Linked DNA regions of Rattus norvegicus: region 1 is linked to region 2. Evidence: chromatin contacts called from public Hi-C data. All regions are on one chromosome and are shown on one strand. The core of a region is the stretch at or near the end of the contact, and the rest is flanking DNA. Distances in the headings are between cores, read along the strand shown.

What was found. A called contact is a pair of places that touch in the nucleus more often than the background predicts.
Region 1: a Hi-C map of frontal cortex shows a contact between it and region 2, with 4 times the contacts expected there. The contact joins two enhancer-like sites. A contact is called at or near these places in 2 of 12 Hi-C or Micro-C datasets (Schwann cells and frontal cortex).

Annotation. Positions count from the first base shown.
Region 1 is chr9:48,853,853-48,857,939 of GRCr8, forward strand. No RefSeq gene overlaps it. Among named protein-coding and RNA genes, the nearest start is that of Sec61gl4, 57 kb to the left of the region's middle. Within about 2 kb of position 2,244, at least 18 of the 93 cell types and tissues checked have an H3K27ac peak or open chromatin away from gene starts, as enhancers often do.
Region 2 is chr9:48,760,471-48,764,637 of GRCr8, forward strand. No RefSeq gene overlaps it. Among named protein-coding and RNA genes, the nearest start is that of Pdcl3, 32 kb to the left of the region's middle. Within about 2 kb of position 2,316, at least 10 of the 93 cell types and tissues checked have an H3K27ac peak or open chromatin away from gene starts, as enhancers often do.

The DNA.
Region 1 (4,087 bases), core at 994-3,493, 93 kb after region 2:
TCTGCACTTCTCGCAGTTTCAGAGAGTAAAGACTAGAGAGAACAGACAATCCCAGGAGATTCGTTATTGAGGGGGAAAGGAGGCTTGGTGCTGTTGGGGCAAAATCACAATAGGACAGATCATTTAGAGTCCTTCTACAGAGTCATGGAAGGGCCATCACACAGTGACCTGGTAAATCTGGACCAGGTCTTCCCGACAATGGCCATCAATGTGATAAAGGCACGGATCTGCTTTAGCATGTCGATACTAGGAAAGTATTTTCATCTACCCTTTCGGCGTATTCTCTGCCTGGCAGTGGCTGCTTCCTTCCCCAGTCTTCTACGCTGCATGGATACCAGTTCCTGTGTATCCTTTGCCCAGACTGGAAGAGCCTGACCAATTCCGACTGAGCCCACTCTCCACAACACACACAGCGTCTTGGTGCCTGACTCTATCCATTGGGATCTTTCCCCAGCCCCAGGCTAAGCCTCTCATCTCTGCATAAGACATTTTACAAACACATCTTCATTTAGCAATGCCTTTCCCACATGTCATGCTTAGCGTTGTTAGTGCCATAGAATCTAGAATCACTCGGGAGACAAGATTCTGGCCATGCCTGTGGGGAAATTGTTTTGATTAGGTTAACCAAATCGAGATGACTTGTCTGTTGTGGGTGGTACTCATCCCCAGGGCTGGCGGCCTAGACTATATGGCATGAAGCATTCTTTGCTCTGCGTTCCTGATCATGGCTGTCAGGTGATGAACTCCCTCAAGTTCCTGCTGTGGTGACCTCTCCACTATGATGGACTCTAACTTTGGACTGAAAGCCAGAACGGACCCCTTCCCTTTTTGTTTAGGGTGTCTTACCACAGCACAGGAAGAGACGCTAAGATGCCACGATTGAAGGAGAAAGATAGAAAGCCCTTTATGTTGTGGTTCAGAGGGAGGTGAGGGAGAGGCAGTTTTCTTTCTAACTGAGCACTGTTTTAACTCTGACCATGGCCACAGTGTTCAGGTCCATCTCTCATCCAAAGAGCTGGACTCTGGGCTGCAGGGTCTTATTTCTTCTTATGTCTTAGCCTCACCCAAGCCTATGTCTGGCGCCTTCTGATTCCCAGAATCTCAAAACCCTTCAACTTGGGAGCACAGACTATAGGTCCATGGCTAAAAGCCAACCCAGCCCTTTGGAAATAGTTGCCGGGCCTGCGGGGAGAAACCAGATCCAGATCCTTAGTCCTAGACCAGCAGAACCTGACCCTCTGCAGCTGACTCTGCATTTGACCACACTGTTCTTGTGCACACTGAAGTTTGGAGCCTTTCAGTCAAACAGTGGGGGCCCTGAGCAAGGAACATGGAGGAGATTGGAGCTGCCATGCTGCCAAATTGTCCCTCTGCACAGGTAATCCAGCAGGAGCCCTTGGATGAAAGGCAGGAAGGAAGTGCTGGGCCTTTGACTAGGTGGTGTTTCAGAAGTCTCTGTTTCGAACACCCTGAATTTGGAGGGCAGAAAACAGTGATTATTTTTGGCCTCGTTATCCTCCTATTTAGCGTGCAATCATTGTGAGCAGTGCATTGCACTCCATTCTTCTCTGGCCTGACCTCATACAATAGTCTCTGAAAATAGGGCTTTGCCTCTGAGTTCTTCATATATATATATGAATGATTGAAGGTCCATTCTAGTTTGTCTGTGAACACCATTTTGCTTGTCCATTTCCTAAAAAAACCTTTCACATTCTCCTCTGAATGACCTCCCATTTCCCTCAGAACCTCCATGAGCACAGAGTCTCTGCGCTGGTCAGAGCTGATGTGCTCCACCAGCCAAGCCCTACATCCAGAGTTTTCTGTTTCAACTCATGATCCAGAGGAACAACGCAGATCTAGAACCTTCTTGGCAAATGTCTCACCCGCCTGCAGATGTGAAAACATCCTACCCTGTCCACCTTCAGCATTAACGGTAGAGACACTTAAGGAGGGATCTGTCTGAGGTCTAAGTGTCTCATGTGAAGATGAGGCGCACGCCCAGCCCTGAGATGGGAATTCATTGGGAGATCTCAGAGTGACTTCGCAAGAGGAATGTGCCAGGGAGGCGTATTGATTCAGTGTGAGCCCTGAAAATGGCATCCCTCTGCTGGATGCTGGGAAGTTCTCATGGGCAGACATATTGCTGCCTTGGCATGATAGCGGATCCCAACACCCTAAATAGCACGGCTCCTTTTAAAAATCCCTCTGGCATCTGCCCACAGCACCCACACCCAGGAAACGGTGGGTGGGGTCTGTTTGCACCCGCTGCGGTGAGCTAGAACAAGTTCACTCACTCCGGAGAGGAGTATCTAAGGAGGCAAAGCTTGCAAAACACAAAAGGGCAGATCCTCTGTGGAATCATTCCATTGGCTTTGGCTCTCCCTTCTGTGGCTGGGGCCCTGCTGTGACTATGCATATGCTTCTGCCCAAGCCCACATGGTGAAGCATCCCCAGCCCCCACTAGAGCAAAGCCCCCTTCATCTGCTCCGCAGCTCTATCCCCTAACCCTGCATCTGAATGCCAACATGTCCTAGACCCACCCTGAGCTCACTGCAGGACCAAGACTTCCAATTCCTCTGCAGCCACCGCACCTAGGCCTGCCTTTGCTCTTCCGGCAGTGCTGCCCTAGACTCAGCAGGATCTAGGGAGAGGATGGACTCAGTAGGGTGTGGCTGACTCTGTCTTGGGGTTCTGTCATCCTGGGAAGCCCCGGTCAGTCACATCAGACTAACATCCGTTATTGAAAGGCTTTTCAGAGTCCCCCTTCCTTTGGGCATCCTTGTCTATGCCATCTGTTAGACAGCTGTTCCTACACAAGGAAATTCATGAGCAAGAGAGATTTTTAAAAAATCCAGCCTGGTACTGAGAGCGAATAGCTTCTACAGAAGTCTGGTGCCCTCCCAGTCTGTGGTTCACCTGGGAAAATGTACACCGACTTTCCAAAGGCAGAGATACATGCAACAACCTTAGTGCCGACTCTCGTTCATAAGGCTGTGGCAGACCTGCTTGAAACCTTGGCCTTTTCATTCCACACAAGTCAGTGAGCTGAGGAGGCCTTGGAAGTTTCTTCTGCCTTCTTTGGGGTATCTCATGGCCCTAGGGGTCAGGTTGCTGGGATGTTCTGGCTAGCTTCAGACACATATCACTATGTGTGATTAGGAGGCTAGGGCGGCTGGCCTTCTTCACTCAGTTCACGTGGTCACCCACATGTTGAGTTGGTGGCCCTCTCTGGAAGCTACTTGCAATTCATGTCTGCTGGGGAAGGGAAAAAAATCAGTTTTCTCCAATAGAACATCACTGGGTGTATCAACCACACTGCAGGGCAGGCCCCATGTCCAGGAGTCATCAGCCAACATGGGAGCAGGCACTCTTAGAGGTCAAGCTCCACTGTGCCTCTGCCTCCCTCCTGCTACCCTCCCTCTGTGCTTGGATGAGCCAAGGACACCCTAGAGAACACCGGAAGGCAAGATTTCTTGAGTGTTTTCAAATGTGGCAGTCTACCACCCGCAGTCATTCCACACGTCCACGCAGGGACAGCCAAGTCTCGTGCACGTTAAGCAGAGGAGCAGATTTCGCTGTTTCCTTTTCTCGGGGGAAGTAGAGCAGGCATAGATTCTGTTGTAGAAAAGAAGATCTGACCAGCTCTCCGAGACAGGAACTTTCTCATTAGCACTGAAGGAAGTTTGAGCACATTTTTTTTGTTCAGGTTTTCTTCGCGTTTATTGATTCTAAGTAATATTTTATCAGAAGAGATCAGGAGCATTCGGAGTACTCTGGTTGAAGATATAATATTTTAACGGGAAAATAACACACGCACACACCCCAGTTTAGTGTTTGCTGTGTTCAAATCCCCAGATTTCACTGGCAGCACAGTGCTTACTTTCCCTCCCTGTGGCCCACATTCCTCCTCCTCCAGCGCACTTCCTGCTCGGGGAAAGGAGACTGCCAAGTTTGCAAATCAGTCCCTCGGTTACTGGGAAACATGGATCCTCATCAGGAGCTGGTCCCGCCAACTATTATTTTCCATGCAAAAATAATCCAGGTAGTTCCCATCTCCTCCCTTGGCCACAAGCATCTACGATGCCCT
Region 2 (4,167 bases), core at 1,066-3,565:
AGTGGTAGAGCGCTTACCTAGGAAGCACAAGGCCCTGGGTTTGGTCCCCAGCTCCGAAAAAAAGAACCAAAAAAAAAAAAAATGCGAGCACAATTATTTTAGTAGTTTTACAAAAATAAATTTGACTCTGGGAACATAGTCGTTGGGGGAAAAAGGTTTTCCTATATGCTGAGGACCAATCAGTAGATTACAGGGCTCTCAAGTCGGGCTGGGGGAGGAGCTAGAAGGGCTCTAGAGACGGGAACACTGAGATAGAGCGAGACAACAGTATGGGGTTCCTCAAGTTGCAGGTGTCTGCCCTTGGTATCACCTACTATGTGCCCATTGAGCCAGTCCTGCAACATCTTCCACAAATGCCTGGTACCTGTGGGTGGAGCCGTCAGGCAGACACGTACATACATATGCACGCATGCACGCACGCACGCACAAACACGCGCACGCACAGGTGTGATCCATTGGGCCACTGCTCCCATATCCACCTTGCATTTCCACCCCAGAAGAAACCTATTTGAAGATGGTGGGTAGTGAGCTTGGCAGGAGCCGGGGGCGGGGAGCAGCCTCGCGAGCGGCTTTTCCTGTACCCTTTCTCTTACAGCTTTGGATACACTCCATCCTCTCCCACGCACATTGCTCATAACGCGTTAGTCACCATAATCTTAATCTACTGAACAATAACACTCTGTGCTCCTTCATAGCGCCCCGGGAAGTGATTTCGTGGCTGTCATGACACTTAACACGGCGTCGCCATAGAGGCGCTGGGCCACATTTACTTCGGAGAAGTTAAGCTGCTTGTGGGATTTTAGCAGCAGAAGTTTAGAGCACAAAATTACCTGAATTGACTCAAGCAAATGGCAAACAGTTTCTCGCAACGAATTTAATTATTTCGGTTCTTTGCTTTCTTTCCTTGGAATATTTGCCTTCTATCTGACCATTAAATTATGCCTGTTCTGAGGTTACCTGCCTTGTAGCCATCTCTGTCTCATGGGCTTAGGAACATGAGGAGGGTGTTTGAATTCAAGCACTACCCTTGGCTGTATGTCTGTCTTCTTTGGTGAAATATGGAAACGATGTACCCATAAAGGCAGCGTGATGGTTTGAGATAGTTCCCAACAGGTGAGCTCTACCAACTCTCGACTGATCAAAATCTGCACCGTATGTAAATTCATCAATAAAAGTCTGTAATTAGCCAGGCCCCTGCCAAGCAGAAGTTGCATCATTTGGGTCTCCACTGATCAGAGCCTCAATGCGCAGGCTTCCACCAATAGGATTGGTTCATCCTCAGGCAGGAGTCACAGGTGGAAACAAATGACCAGGCAGGACTTCCCTGACCCAAAACCTCTGCGTGGCACTTGGCAGTAAAGTTTTCCACTACCCTCTCCTCATGCCCATGACAGACCCTGGGGCCGAGAATCTCTGCCTGTCACCATTGCTGTTTTGCATCTTGGTAATCCGATTTTATGTTTTTGAATAACAGTGGTCACACACTAAATTTGTTTGTTTCTTCAAAAGCCTCCCAAGCTCATGAATAAGCAATAAACCTCAGAATTATCCTGGCCAAACTTGGAGTCTTCGTCATCACAAAACACATCCATCAGGGCAGATGCATAGCTCAGTGATAAGTGTGCATGCTTGAGACCCTACATACATAAACACACAGAGGCACACACTCATGCACACGTGCACACACATACATGGACTCACATGCACACACACATGCACACGTGCACACACATACATGGACTCACATGCACACACACATGCACACACACATGCACACGTGCACACACATACATGGACTCACATGCACACACACATGCACACACATGCACACACACATGCACACACACATGCACACGTGCACACACATACATGGACTCACATGCACATGTGCACACACATACATGGACTCACATGCACACACACATACACACACACTTTGGCAAAAAGCCTTCACTGCTTCGTGCTGTTTGAGCAGAATGAACCTGGGTGTGTCTGTGTACATCACCAGCAGCCTCTAATGCTAATGGTTCTTTGAACACCAGCTGCTCTACCGTCCCCCTTTACCATGGCAACATTTCTGGAGAATTGCTGCTGTGGGAGGACTTGATTCTTCTGGTTGTCGTGGCTGACTCTGAGCCTCCCCAGCCCCAGAGACTACCAACCATGTGTACTTGGTCCTCCAACTCAGTTCAGGGACCTGAACTTGACGAAGGTTGGGGGGTCTTGCTTAAACAGAAACGAGTCTGTGAATAAGGACCATGGCTGAGGGATGCCTGTCCCAGGCCCACAGCAGCTTTTAGAAGGGAGGAATGCTTGATGAGGTGGGAAAGGTGGGCAGAGAGAGATGCTCACTGTTTGGTTGATATTTAGACACTGGGATGTCCTCTGGGCCTGCATCCACCACAGGAGTTTCACTGGGAAGGGGCACAGGGTGGGCTCCAGGGCTGCTCCACCTGGCCAAGGGAGACCCCAGCTGAAGGTAACAGCAGTTGTAACTGCTTTCCCTTTGACCAGAAGGCTGCAGAAAGGATGAAGGGTGAAGAATGATACTTTCTCTCCACATCCAGGAGAGCCAGTGCACCCTGGAGGCTCAGACACTCCCCATTCATGTATCCCTAGACTCCTAATATAGTAACAATGTTGGTCACCTTGGAATCAGAGAAATCTTGCTCACCTGGCGGTTGGCCGAAACAAGACAGTGACTTTTCTGAGGTCACAAAGGTTTAGTCAGAATAGAAATCAGACTCCCCATCTTCTCTTGCACTCTGCTTTCAAGCTCACCTCTGCCCAATGGTTAAATTTGACTCTTGGCTTGAGAGACACCTAAATTAGCAAAGCCCTGTTCTGCGTGTCTGGGAGGACACTTCCTTTTTAAAATTTTTTTTTAAAGATTTACTTTTTATATATAACTACACTGTAGTTGTTCTCAGACACACCAGAAGAGGGCATCAGATTGCATTATAGATGGTTATGAGCCACCATGTGGTTGCTAGGATTTGACCTCAGGATCTTTGGAAGAGCAGTCAGTGCTCTTAACCATTGAGCCATCTCTCCAGCCCCAGGGAGGACACTTCCTAACTGCAGAAGGGAAGATCCATGTGGGACAAGAGAGGAAGAAGAGGAATCCCAGTCATACAGACAGCCTCTGTCTGTTCCCTGACTGTCACAAGGCATGCAGCCTCCTGTGACGTGATTCTGTCCCCACGATATTCTGTCTTCCCATAGGCCATTCTAATGGAGCCAGACACCCATGGGCTGAAGCCCCTGGAACCATGAACCAAGATAAACCTTTCTTCTTCTTAACATAGTTTACCTTGGGTACTCTGTCTACTCTGTCATAGTGATAGAAGTGACAGATATAGTCAATGCCTGATTGGTACCCTGCACCTTCATGACTACCCTCTACATAGGTGTCCACCTGGGGACAGATAACTGAAGAAAGGGTTTGGAGTGGGGGCTAAGGTCTTTGGTACAGAGGCATTGGAAATGTCAAGTCAGCCAATAAACAGCCTGCTGTGGACCCCCAGTGGTCAGAAGAGGGCATCAGATCCCATTCTAGATGGTTGTGAGCCACCATGTGGTTGCTGGGGACTGAACTCAGGACCTCTGGAAGAGCAACCAGTGCTCTTAACCACTGAGCCATCTCTCCAGCACCCTCGCAGCCACCTCCCTCCCCAGTGATTTTTATAATTATAATCTCTTTGTTGAGGGGCCAAGAAGACATTCTGTAACAAATCCTTGTGGATACATGGTAACAGGCAACACAGGAGCAGAACTCAGCAGTCTCTCTGGTGTCTTTAGTAATGTCTAGAATGGGTAAGAGCCCGCTCGTGTAGGAACAAGTGTTGTTATGCCCATCACTCTGACACATTTCCTCTCATACCCTAAAATAACACATTCTGAGAGAGCCCACACTCCCCTCCATAGCCTTTCTTGTCCATCTCTAACTTTCTCCTTCTTTCTATGTCCTGTACCACCAACTCCAACTCTAGGTTCAGTGATGCTATTTCAACGTGGCCCATGTGGCTTGCTACCCGTCAATCATCACACCCTCTGGAGTGCGCTCAGAGCGCCACGTGCCTGTGGTTTAGCGCCACTTTTCTGATTGCCATCCTGCTTCCACCTCGCTCCCTTTACAATCAATCCATGGTCTGCAGGCCACAGAGA